Linked DNA regions of Sus scrofa: region 1 is linked to region 2. A link is a contact called in public promoter capture Hi-C data. All regions are on one chromosome and are shown on one strand. The core of a region is the stretch at or near the end of the contact, and the rest is flanking DNA. Distances in the headings are between cores, read along the strand shown.

Region 1 (7,015 bases), core at 3,621-6,120, 1.8 Mb after region 2:
AGCCAAATCCAAAGAACTTGGACTGAAATCACAGGAGGAAAGCAACAAGCTCCAAAGACGTCTGAGCACAAGGGGTGTGTCCCTTTAAGAAGTCAGAGACCTGCAGGTATTAGCAAAAACACGGGAAATGCAGCAAGCAAACCAGGTTTGACTTCAGCATCTGACCACTTTCTAAGATAGAGGGCAGAAGTAGACTTGAAATCTGGAGACCACGTTTGGTTGGCAATGAAGGTGCAAGACTAAGAATTCACAGTGCCTTTGGATGTGCTGCAGCAGGACTCTAGTCACCTGACCCCAGGAGCAATGCAGCTGCTTACCCGAGTGAGCTAGCTGCAGCTTAATTCCTTTCAGATGAGGCTAATTAAGGGCTGGCAAAGCCATACCTGAGATCACTTGAAAAATGTACGGGACAATATTTTTTTTTACTGTAATAATAAATCATCAGAATGTCCTGACACAGATGCCTAAAAGTAATGCTATTATTTTGATCCTGAAATACATATTTTTTAAAAAACTGAAAGCGATTACGGCTGGCTTTCAACCAAAACGTCACTGACTTTGAAGAGTATGGGTCAATGATTTATTGAATACATTTTTTGGAACATTATAGATGGTTTTATGCACAGAAAAGTGTATTCATGAGCTGCTCTGGCTTTAGAAATTAATATCTGATTTATCAAAGTTACAATTTCACATTCAAAAGCCTACTTCTTCAGGTTTCTAAGTTCAGTTACCAAATCTTATTCTTTTTTTTTTTTTGTCTTTTTGTCTTTTTGTTGTTGTTGTTGTTGCTATTTCTTGGGCCGCTCCCGCGGCACATGGAGGTTCCCAGGCCAGGGGTTGAATCGGAGCTGTAGCCACCGGCCTACGCCAGAGCCACAGCAACGCGGGATCCGAGCCGCGTCTGCAACCTACACCACAGCTCACGGCAACGCCGGATCGGATCGTTAACCCACTGAGCAAGGGCAGGGATCGAACCCGCAACCTCATGGTTCCTAGTCTGATTCGTTAACCACTGCGCCACGACGGGAACTCCCCAAATCTTATTCTATTTGTAAATCTGCTAGGTTTTAACAAATTTCAAGGGAGGCTTTAAAAAAATTTTTTTTATGATTAGGTACAGATGATTTACAATGTTGTATCAATTTCTGTACAGCCAAGTGACCCAGTTACACATACATATATATACTTTTTGTCATAGTATCTTCCATCATGTTCTATCACAAGAGATTGGATATAGTCCCCTGTGCTACACAGTAGGGCCTCATTGCTTATCCTTTCTAAATGGAATAATTTACATCTACTAACCCCAAACTCCCCGTCCATCCCACTCCTTCTCCCCTCCCCCCTGGCAACCACAAGTCTTTCTTTATGACTGTGCCTCTGTTTGTATTCTGTAGATAGCTTTGTTTGTGCCATATTTTAGATTTCACATATAATTGATATCACATGGTACTGTATCCTTACTTCAAGTGAGTCTTTGAAACCTAAAAGTTGCTTTAGATTTTTAAACTCTATTATAAAAATATTCAACATTCTTTCTAAGTGTGTCAATTTCCTAATCACAGATAAGCCTTTTCAAGAATTTAACGCTTAGGAAACCAGTGAATTAAACCCTGAGTATAGTGAATCTAAGATTCTTGTAAACATCTCAATGCTGCATAAACTGAAAAATTTTCTTATATATTTTAACACATCACAATTCTAAACCAATTATACAATTTAAATTGGAAACACCAGGCTAATCCAGGCTAATAGATACACTAATTGTCCTCGAACTGGTAACTTCTTAACGATATTAAATAAGCCTAACAGGGAGAAACACCTCAGGTTTGAATTATTTCATCACGTCTATATTTAATTCTAGTTCTTCCTGGGGTTAAGGACACTTATTACCCAACAACGTCATCCCAAGAGAATCAAAGATGACCTTCCCAAGAGCATGTGAAGTTTATCTTCTCAGGGCCCTGAGACAGAAATGCTGGTTCCTACACATTCAGGGTGACATTCCTGACCCCAGTGACAGCAGGGAGAGCCATCTGCTATGTCCATAACGTCAATGATTTCAGAGCCGGTGTCCCTTGTTTCTGAGTTACACCAATTCTCAAGTCGACTCTGCGTCTGGGCTTTCCCTCCAGGCTGCATCATCCCTCGACTGGAGTCAAAACATCTTTTTACCGTCTGATTTCATTCTGAATTCTCTGCGTATTCTTCCCATTTGGAGGGGCTACACCTCTTACAGGTTGGAGCTGACACCGAGTTAGTTTCTGCACAGCTCTTCTGAGTCCCACAGTCATGGTTCTAAAGCTGCCCTCATGACGTGACCATGCTTTACGTGACAGAAGTCTGGAGGATACCAAGCTGACTCTATCAAGAACTCAACCCCTATGAGCGGGAAAAGAAACTAAAGAAAAAGTCACCATACAATTTAAGTGCTGAGCCCAGTACAGATGTACCAAATGCTGCCGAAAGTGAGAAGGAAAAGAGATCGTGCCTGAGAGATTTAGGCCATCAACAAATCACAGCCAGGCATGCTTTGCCCGAAGCTAGGGAGGCTGCCAGCAAAGAGCCTCAATCCATCACTAAAACCCACTATGCAGGTGAGAATCCACGAGGCCCCATGGACAGATGGAAAAGATTTCAGGACAAATCATTTCTGAGGAAAGAAACACTTAGAAAGATAGATGAGATGGCTCAGTCATCTAGCTACTTACTCTTAAGCCTGAGTCCAAGTTCCAGAACTCAATGATTCTGTATTCCTATCTGCCGAATCATCTCTGAACCGTGATGGAGAAACACCAAAAAAACAAGGCTGAGTCAATAACCAGAATAGGGTCTCTCGGCATTAAAGCCGAGTGGCAATGACAAATCACACACCACCTCACCGAAAGGACCGCGGTCAAGGGTACGATATCCTGCCATATGTTGGGTCCCAGGGCTGTCACCACAGAACTAAACAGACTAGAGTTATACTTCAAAGGCTGAGTCAAGAACACTTTTAGGCAACACAGCTTAGTTGTGGGCTGGTAGGAAAGCCCCACCCTTGTTTTATCTTTCACTCCCAGCTTCATGTGAATGGTACACAATTTCAGTGACCTAAAATCACTTTGCTTCGGTGGAGCTTTGATTAAATCCAAAACATTAACCATAAGCACTGTTTTGTATGTTTACTATATGCCAGCAACTGTGGCAAAAGCATTTTTAATGCTTTATCTCATTTAACTCCTATGTCAATCCTATTATTGTCTCAATTTTCCAGATGGGGCTTAAGGAGATTAAGCAATTTGCTCAAGATGCTGGTGGAACCAAAATTCAAAGCCAGACAGATGGCCCTGACTCCAGAGTCCAATTCTTAACCATAATACTTTACTGCTGTAAACTCCACCAGGGGCGACCAAAGGTGTCTGCACCCACAGCAGACGGCAATTTCGCGTGAACTCAGTGTGAAAAGGTCTGACAGGTTCGCAAATATCCCTTCTGCCACACCAACACAAAATAAAGACTCAAGCATCACTCCAACCCGAAGCCTACTTCAATTATGCAAGATAAGGAAGGATTGGCACATCACAGAGGAAGGTAACTTCTGTGTTCGGAAGTAGCATCCGCTGCTGCTGTGGCAGCTCCTCCTTCTGTTCCTGTGTGGCTCCAATCATCTTCAAATGCAAAGCTTATCCTCCATGGAGCTGCTCTAACCTCCATCATACCCTGCATGACTGGAAGCAGATTCTATGTACAAATAACAGGATGGAAAAGCACCATCTTTTAAACAATTCTTATGCTCTCCCAAATTCTCAGGATCTCAAAAGTTTCCCTCTGTGTATTCACACTCTCTGCACTAAGAAGGAAAAGGAAGGGACGGGTAAAATCTAAATTAGTGGCAAGCTAGACCTAAAAGGAGAGTAGGCAAAATACAGAAAATCCTACCCACGGATATGCAGTTCTGTGATCTATCCGTCTAAGTGTGGGAAACCCTACCCTTGCATCCTGCTCCAGATGTTAGGGCTGCTTTTGGACATCTGGGGATACCCTCCCGCTGCCTTGCCTACATTACCTTGAATGACCGAGTGAAGGATGAGACAGTTAATCCTCCGCCCTGCAAACCGGGCATGGATACCTTGTGTGGGCCAAAGAACGAGAAAACAAATACTGTTCCACTCCTCTTCCAGATGGCTCCCATCCCTAAAGATACAGAGTATACCCTACTAAAGCTTCCCATATATACTATCATTTTGGGGCTTCATAATAGAATCGGAGGCTGGGTCTGTATCACTGTTCTCATTTCACGGGGCCCAAAAGCTATGAAGACCGCAGACGGGCTAGTCAGCGGCAAAGCCTAGACTACTTAGTTCGCAGATCACCTGCCTGCTCTAGCAATTCTAAAAGCAGCGATAATGAACTTCTGAGCCTAAACTAGCTTCACCCGCTCCTCAGCCCGCCTCTGACCTTCACGGAGCCACGACGTGCCCTTCCACCTTCCCAGAACACTCTCTGGCGCACAACTGGACGCACGGCAAGTACGGATCGATTTTATTCACCTCCCGACCCGAAAAGCCACTAGGAAATCGACATCTCGGCACTGGCGCTCCCATCCAGGCCTGCAGGTTTTGGTAGAGCTAGGATTCGCCTCAAACGTCGCAGTCCCCTTTCGCCCATCGCCTCGACGTAACCCTCCAGTCTCACCTCTTGATGGTAAGGCTTCGGAACAGTGGATACCACGCGGAGAACTGACAGTGCAGCACATGCTCCTTCTTCATTCTCCAGCCTCCGCCGCCGCCTCTCCCTCTCCTCCCAGAACCCTCCCGGAACCCTCGTCGCCTGTCCCGGAAGTGCCCGCCGAGCTGGTTTGGTCCAGGGACACTTCCGGTCTATTAGGCAAAGAGGAAGGAGCGAAAAGGAAGCGGAGAGAAAGCACCTTGGGGCGTCCTTTAAGTGTACACTCGTGCCCGCATAAACACGCGCGCGCGCGCGCACACATGCACACAGTTCTGGCCCCGGAAGAGGAATTCTGGAAGCGCCGAGACCGAGATTGTAAACAGTGGGCGGCTCCACTTCTCGTCCGGCCTCGCACTGCCCCGGAAGGTAATCATCTAAGGCTATAGGTCACCGGCGGGGGTGCTACGGGTGCCGCGAGGAACGAGCGCTCATCCTCTCTGCACCGCGAGACGCGGTTGTGGCTCCCCAGTAGCGCAGCATCTTCGGTGACGACTGCCTCGGACCCGTGCTTTCTGCGTTCCTCCCGGTTCCTAAAGGAGTACGCATCCCTTCGCCCCACGCCTGGGAGGAGGTAACTGGGCGCGAGCCCATCACGCGCAGTGTCTCTTTGGGGGGAAGGAGGGCGCACACCTGGAGCTTGCCTGCAGCCACGCGCGTCTCCCCGGCTGCGGACCCGGCTCGCGTCCCGCAAGGCGCGGAGGGAGAGCAGGTTAAGAGACAAACCAGGGGCTGGGCTGGGAGAGCTGGGCTACTCGGAGTACAGAAAACAGGATACATCACGGTGAAATGTTAGCTTGATTGCAGCGTTTGGGTATCTGCAAAGGGAGGGACGGCCCTCTTGGCCCTGGAGGGAAGGTTATGAGAGAGAGGAAAAAGATCTCGTCTTTACGGCTCTGGGGAGCTCGACTTTGGAGGTAGTGGAGGAGGTAAAAATTGGGAGCACAGAGGGGGAGAGGGGTGTCTCCTTTTGAGCGTTAAGTTCATTTATTCTAGCCTCGCAAAAGTAGCAGCGTGCAGAAACACGACCAGATTGTATCCGTATTCGTGCATGCTGGGTTCATAAGATTGTAAGAAATTCTAAGAGTTTTCCTCGTGGCTCAGTGGTTAACGAATCCGACTGGGAACCATGAGGCTGCGGTTCGATCCCTGGCCTCGCGCAGTGGGTTGGGGATCCGGCAGTTGCCTTGAGCTGTGGTGTAGGTCGCAGACGCGGCTCAAATCCCGCGTTGCTGTGGCTGTGGTGTAGGCCGGGAAGCTACAGCTCGGATTAGACCCCTAGCCTGGGAACCCCTCCGTATGTCGCGGGTGCGGCCCTAAAGGACGGGAAAAAAAAGGAAAAAGAATTCTAGTCGAATTTTTAATTTCATACGTTTCCCCCTCTTTTTCGGCCCTTATCACACTCTCGTCGGTTCTTCCTTACTCCTTTCATAATGGCGTATCCGATGGGGACGAGAAAGTAGGGTACTAAAAAAAGTCACATTTATTTCTGTAAATGAAGAGAGGAGAAATGACTAGATGTTGAAAAACGCCTTTTAAACCTAGTCTTGCTCCTTAGAGTTAGGCTGCTTTGGGCTTCTCCCAGGCACCTTTGCCTGCCGGAAGACGCACATTTTGGGTACGCACGTTCTTACTGGCCCATTCTAACCCGTTTTAAATTAGAAAGAGGTGAGAACCCCACTGTACTCAGGCCTCCTTAGAAAGGTATTCATTCGGATATCTGCAGGATCCCCTGCCCTTTAGGCATTAGAAATTACCCCACTCCTCCAAGAATATGCAGTTTCATGTTTTTTTGTTATGCTCAAAAAATGCTGCTAAGTGGATTCATTGAGAGCAATGCTTTGAAACATAACATTTTTCAAAGCAGAGGTAAATCAAGAAATGTTGCAATATATGTTGGGGGAGGGGCAGCGGTAGCGGGCCTAAGTACTTCTGAGATCCAGGATTATACAAACTTTTCTGTTTTCTGAAGACACCAAGAAGCAATATTCCCTGGATGCTGGGAGAATGGTGCGGGACTGCCAGCCCTAATTGAGGCTTCATGTTGGTGTGGTCACTCATGTGTGTTTGATTTGACCTAGAAATAAACAAGTTGCATCTGAGGGAAATGTCAGCACTGACGGGGTTAATTGGGGTAAGGTATTTTCTGTTGAAGGTAGGAGTGAACAGATCTGTAGGAGAAAGCAGAAACTGGGAACCTGTCTCAGTCTGGAAGGGTGTATGTTAACAGCCTTTAGACGTTCAGACAGCTGCAACGCTTTAATACAGAATTGCAGTTATTTGTAGAGAAGCTGCTAAGTGTGTG
Region 2 (6,435 bases), core at 783-3,282:
TGTGAAATCTGAGTCTTTGTTGCGAAGACTTTATAAATTTAGGGCCTTAACAGCATTCTGATCTGAATCTTGCTTTGTCTCACTACTTATTAATAGGTCACCAACATACGTTAACCAAGTTTCATTTTTCAGCCTCAGTTCCTTCAGTTCTTTTGCTAACACAATTCCAAAGACATGGGGACCGTCCCCAGAGCCCCATGGAAGCACTGCCCAAGTCTACCTGAGCAGCCTCCAGAGTGACCAGATCCTTCCATTCAAAGGCAAGAAGGTACTGAGCGTCCGATGCAGGGGGAAATGGGGGTATGGGAAAATGCACCCTTGAAGTCCGACACAGAGAAATGTTGAGTGCCCCCTGGCATCTGGGTGAGTAGGGTGGGGTTGGCACCATTGGGTGAATGGAGATGCCTTCCATACTCACTGTTCCTATGTCTCACACCAAATGGTGTGCTCATTAGGCTTTTGGTCAGGGAGAATCTGAGCGTTATAAAAGGACTGGCAGGCCAAATGGGCCGGTGTTTTAGGAATTTGGTGAGCAGTGTTTGGATGCCCCCTCTCAAGGCCTCAGGCTTTAAAGGCTATTGCCTCTGGATTCCAGGCTATTTCCCTCCAGGCTTTAACTTTTATCTCCACTGGGGCCACAGGCTTCGCCTTTCCTGGTACTGATATATCCCAAACCACAGGACCCACTGGTTTCCTACTTTCTTGGGGGATATTTTCATGACCAATATCTGGGAACTACTAATAGATGCATCTTCTATTCTGATTTTCTGCCTTCTTGGAATCACTCTGTGCTAAAAATATACTAGCTCTCAGTTTACTTAACACATCTCTTCTGAGGAGGGGGACAGCCATGTCAGCATATACAAAAAAGGAACGAGTAAAGATTAGACCTGACCTCGCCAGTAAGGCAGGGGTGTAAATCGTCTTATCTTTGGCTGCTCATCAACCCCCATTACCCTACAGACATAGGTGGAGGGGGCCAGCAGGATCTCACAAGGACATTCCAACAAATGGCAATAATACAGTCCAGAGCATGGAGCTTTTTAAAAGATGGACTAATAAATGTATGAACATTACTAAGGGACGGAGAGGGAGCACAGGTTAAAAAAAAGGTTTACAGGAGCTCTCTTTGTGGCTCAGTGGTTAACGAATCTGACTAGTATCCATGAGGACCTGGGGCGGATCCCTCCCTCAGTGGGTTAAGGATCCCGCGCGCCCTAAGCTGTGGAGTACAGCTACAGATCGATTAGACCCCTAGCCTGGGAAACATCCATATGCTGCAGGTGCGGCCCTTAAAAAAAAAAAAAAAAAAAAGCAATGGAAAAAAAAAGGTTACACTCGTTCAGATTTCGACAAAATAATGTTTACATGGCCTTTAGCAAGATGTACACATATCGCTGATGCTCGAGCGCTGATGCTTGCCCTTACTTTTCTTCCCAGTTGGTACCTGCCTCCGTAAATAACACTTTGAGTTTCTGGATCTCAGTTTCCTCATATAGACCATGGGTTGCGCCTGGTTTCTCCGTACAGAGCATTCTGTCCCCGCGTCTCCCCTCAGGACGCCTTCCCTGCCACTTGGAATGGGGAGAAGGGTTGTTCCTGCCGCCTTATTCTGCCCCCGGGACAGGCGAGGGTGCAGCGTTGCAGAGGAGGTGGCGGGGACTACCCCTCAAAGTCCCCATACGCACGGCCCGGGGCGTGGGCAGGTGACAGGAGAGCAGGCGCTACCTGGCGGACCCGACAGTAACCCGCGGGGAGCGCGGCGCCTCCCGGGCCCGAGGTGCATTCCGGGCGGACGGCCGGCGGCTCAGGACGGGGTAGAGCGCCTATCCTACCCAGTGCCTCTCGGCGCGCGAAAGAGAAGCGAAAAAAGCCCCGCCCCTCAGCCCGGAGCAGCCCCGCAGCCCCCGCCTCGCGGCTGGAGCGCCGCACGCACCTCTTGTCCCAGCGCGGGGTCCTCGCGACGCCGCCGCGCTGCCCGCGCCTGTGAGAAGCCACCCGCTCCTCCGCGGCGCATCCGCTTCCAGGGCAGCGGGCGGGGCGGGGCCGGGTGGGCGGGGCGCGGTCGAGCCGGGTGGGCGGGGCGCGGAGGGCGCGGAGGGCGGGGTCGGTAGGGCGGGCCCAGCGTCCCCGCAGCCGCCCACGCCCGGGCTCCCGGCCGCGCCTCCGTGTCGGCCGCGTCCTCGCCGCCCACGGCCGCCCGCGTTCCCGCCGCCGGCGTCCACTCCGCGTCCCGCGTCCACCCCGCGTCCCGAGCGGCCGCGCCCCTTGAACCGGAACCGCTTGCGGCCGCCGGCGGCGAGCCGGGCCGATCGGGAAGCGGAGGCGGCTGCGCGGCGCCCGCCATGGCGGCGGCGGGGTGAGCCGGGCCGGGCGGCCGCAGTCGCGCGGGCGCGGGCGCTCCTCCGCCGCGGACAGGCCGCCGGGCCGGGCGAGGGGAGCCGGGCCGCCCATGGCGAGGCCGCGCCGCCGCCGCCGCTGCTGACCCGGGGCCGCGCCGGGGCCCGGGCGCCCGCCATGGGGAACACCGCCTCGTGCTGCGTGTCGTCCAGCCCCAAGCTCCGCAGGAATGCCCACTCGCGGCTGGAGTCCTGCCGGCCCGACGCCGACCTGAGCCGCGAGGACACGGGCTGCAACCTGCAGCACATCAGCGATCGGGAGAACATCGACGGTAAGGCGGGCGGGAGGGCGGGGGTCTCTCGGATTCCTCCGGCGCCCCGCGCCGCCGGACCGCGCGCCCCACACCCCGCGCCCCGCCCGGCGGCCGTTGCTCTCGGCCGGTCCCCGCGAGCGGGCCGGGGTCTTCGCCCCGGAGGGCCGGCCGGGGCGGGGTCCAGGCCGGGCTCTGGACGTCTGTCCGGCAGAGCCAGCCGCCTGCCAAGTTGCGCGCCGAAGGGTGAGCCGCCCCGTCCTCCGAAAGGCGAAGGGGATGGGGACCCTGGCCACGGCCGAGGAATGAGTTCCCAGTTTGGAATCGCAGTCGCTACCTGCGGCCGGAGAACTGGGTGCCTGGGTCAGCTCTCCGGAAACTCGCAAATTGATCCCACTTGCTGGCCTCAGACCCCATTTCCATAAAAGCTAATCCCCCCAAAATACCAACAACAATAAGGAATTAAAAAAATTTTTTTTTTTGCGGGGGCGGGGCGCGGTGTGGGATTGCAGTCAAATAGCTTCACCTGAATGCTATTAAAATTTCTTTACGGGACCATCACAGCAGTTTGCTGACAGTTTTGGATTAAGTCGCTTCTTCTTTGCCTGGGGCTGAATTACAGAGTCTTGTGAATTTCTGATTGATTTGAATGACTTTTGGTTGGGACTAGGGTTTGTAAAGGACTGATCACTACACGTGGTAATGGTGGTTTATTTTATTGGTCTTAACAGTGCCTTTATTAGCACTATTTTGTCAATCAGCTACGTGGCTTAATATCTGTAGATGGGTAGTTTATGCGTCTTATAATTTATGTAATTTTCAACTTAAAAATTTTAAAATTGGAAATATATTTTTATGACAGCTTGACTTTTTTTTAAGCACGAAGTCTTTTCACAATTGGTGTGGTTGAAGTAATCTGGAAAATTTTCTTGTGTGAATGAATTGGCACAACTGTCATAATTCATTCTTGTTACTTTTAGGATGGCGCATTCCCTTTAGTTTGCAAAGCCAAATTTAAACTACCAAGGGAAGAATTTTCTCTTTGTTTGGTCTTATTTAATTTCTTCTAATTTCCTCTTTTTCGAACACAGCAGCTTTACTACATGGGTACCATATGTAGAAGAGGCTAATACAAGATCTGGTTTATAATGGGCACTTAGGAAATTAGGGTGCAGTATGACAGTCTAGTGGTGTTATTTTAGACTTTCATTGTATTAACCTGCTCTTTAGCTGTCTGTGAACCATTTAAAAGCATCTAGACCAATATTAAGGCCATTCTGTCTTGATCATTGCTCTGGCCCCAAGCACCTGAAAGAATTATCTTACATATTGTAAAGACCGCGTAAGTATTGTATTTTAAAGGAGTGAATGAAGGAATGACTTTGTTATAGAAAATCATTACCTAGTCCCGTAAAATGTTGAAACATTGGAAATAATTTCTCTTTTATGTTGTGCCCTAATTAATATTGGGTAGAGGCTTTGTCTTTAAAATAACGGATTAAAATAATACAGAAGGAAGACTCACGTTTCTTAGACCCGGGCTGCATACCATTCTTGTTACAGTAAGGAAACAAGAAAATGAAAGTAATTGCAAAGAGCTATTTGGTGATAAGGCTTAGAAGGATTTTGCCAGAAAAAAATAGAATAGTGTTGTGTGTTCTTTCACTTGAAAGAAATCTAGGTTTTGGTCATCATTTGTTTTTGAGAAAATATTTGAAGACCACCAACCCTTTGTTTTGGAGGTTCAGGATAGTTTGAAAGATGATTGAGCAGATGAAGAGGTTTTCTAAACTGGGCTGTAGTGTCTTCTCACACCTGAACCCAGCTGGTACGATGAGGCGAGTTTAAACCCAGAAATATGAATTGACTCTTTAAACAACGTTCTCTCCATCTCCTATTTACGTACCCAGCAGTTCTCAGCAGTTTCAATTAGATGAGAAATGGAGGAGAGTTCCCGTTCTGGCACAGCGGAAATGAATCCGACTAGTGACCATGGTTTTAGGTTCGATCCCTGGCTTTGCTCAGTTGGTTAAGATCCCGTGTTGCGTGAGCTGTGGTGTAGGTCGCAGATGCGGATTGGATTCTGTGTTGCTGTGGCTGTAGTGTAGGCTGGCTGCTGTAGCTCCAGTTTGACCCCTAGCCTGGGAACTTCCATATGCCTCGAGTGTGGCCCTAAAAAGAAAAAGAAAAGAAATGGAGGACCTTGGCGTTAGTATATATAAGGCTCTCCAGGTGATTCTACCATGCAGCAGGTTGTGACTTGCTGGCTGGATGAGTCTCAGAATGTCTGTTGTTCAGGGGCATTTTCCATAGACGTTCATGGTGTCAGAGGCTGGGAGAAGAGAGCAGATTTACCGAGTTACAGTGTACAGGGGTGCATATGTGGAATATGTATTTTAACCTTGATTGTTGGATGGTTAGTAAACACTTAAGAGCTGCGTCTTAAGAGTTCCTGATTCTGGTAGATAACCAAAGCTGAAGTGCCTAAACACCGTGTTTCTTATATCCTGAAAGACCTTCCAGACAACTAGAATTGGAAGGTTCAGAGAAGCTCAGGGGACTGGTTTGCATTTCTCGAGAGCACACGGGTATGAGGCCTGTGCGTGTGCTTTCCCTGCCCACACACAGGGGCTGGTGCTTGTGTAGCATTCCAGTGACGGGTGCAGACTTCCCTGACCCCCACAGGCCACTCGCCTGCCCTTGTATGGAGTGTACCCTAGGGTTAGGGGATTCCTGGTTTTGAAATTTATTAGATTCACCTGTTCCCAGGTATTCTCATAAGATTATTGTGAGATTGAGAAATAACAGAAGCAGCATCGAAGGTAACAAGCACAAGCCTTACGTGGGGCTTCCCCTGCGCCTGATGCCAGTCCATTGCTTGGCATCAGCTCCCTCATTTCGTCCTTGCAGTCACCCTGGGGGGAGTGCTGCCTCCCCTGTAGAACTGAGAGATGAGGCAGGGAGGAGGAAGGACTTGCTCAAAGTCATGGAACCAGTATGTGACAAGTGGAAACTTTCCATCGTTGCTTGACTGACCATCAAACATTAGCTAGTCTGGGGTTACCCTCTGGGGTGCGCTGTGTGTCCCTGCGCCATGTCCGTCGTTTCCCTGGGAGGGACTTCGTCCATCTTAACACACCTGACTTACCTGAGTAGCTTCTTTTGTGGGAGGAGAACAAGAGGAATGGACTAAAGAGAATTTAAAATTCGACGAGACCAAATAAATCAGAGTAAATGGAACATCTGTATCAGAGTGTCGCTTTGGGTTGATAAACTCAACTCTCAAAACGACTGAGAGCCACTTCATCCAGGAAGCAGCTGTCACCCTTGACCACCTGGGAGCCTCCTCGTCCCAGAGCTGATCTGCTAGGAAGGCACAACTCTCGACCTTCAAAACATATTCCGAATCGGCTCTCTGCTTAAAGCCTCTCCTGCAGTCCCCGTCTAAGCAGCCAGGCTGGTCTCCCAGCCTCCCTCCACCCTTGCCCACTGCAGTTGCTGGTCACCCCAGCAGCTGCGCTGAGGTCCCTATCAGAAGGTAGCACATCACTCCTCTGCTGGAAAAACTGCAGCGACTCCGTATTTCACATGGAGTCAAAGCCTTGCTGTGGATTTGACAGTGGAGTCCTCCCAGTGGACTCCAAGGCCCTTCGTGAGCTGCCCGCCTGCCTCACTCACCAGCTCCTTCCGGCCACACCGGCCTCCTCCGGTGCTGTTCCTTCGGCATACTGGACACACTGTCACGCCGGGACCTGGGCCTGCCCCTCTGTGCGGAAAGCTCTTCG

What was found. Promoter capture Hi-C pulls out the DNA fragments that hold promoters and counts their contacts.
Region 1: a promoter capture Hi-C map of liver shows a contact between it and region 2, with 10 times the contacts expected there. The contact joins the promoter of NUDT5 here to the promoter of LOC102164731 in region 2. A contact is called at or near these places in 2 of 5 promoter capture datasets (fetal liver and liver) and 1 of 2 datasets of contacts at active chromatin or transcription factors (skeletal muscle).

The regions. Positions count from the first base shown.
Region 1 is chr10:59,760,574-59,767,588 of Sscrofa11.1, forward strand. It overlaps NUDT5 (ADP-sugar pyrophosphatase), which reads left to right and starts at 4,871. Exons shown (of 10, transcript XM_003482836.4): 1 at 4,871-5,284. It overlaps CDC123 (cell division cycle 123), which reads right to left and starts at 5,048. Exons shown (of 13, transcript NM_001243823.1): 1 at 4,681-5,048. The coding sequence starts at 4,754.
Region 2 is chr10:57,927,084-57,933,518 of Sscrofa11.1, forward strand. It overlaps LOC102164731 (endogenous retrovirus group V member 1 Env polyprotein-like), which reads right to left and starts at 2,033. Exons shown (of 2, transcript XM_005668194.3): 1 at 1,937-2,033. It also overlaps a transcript of CCNY not described here.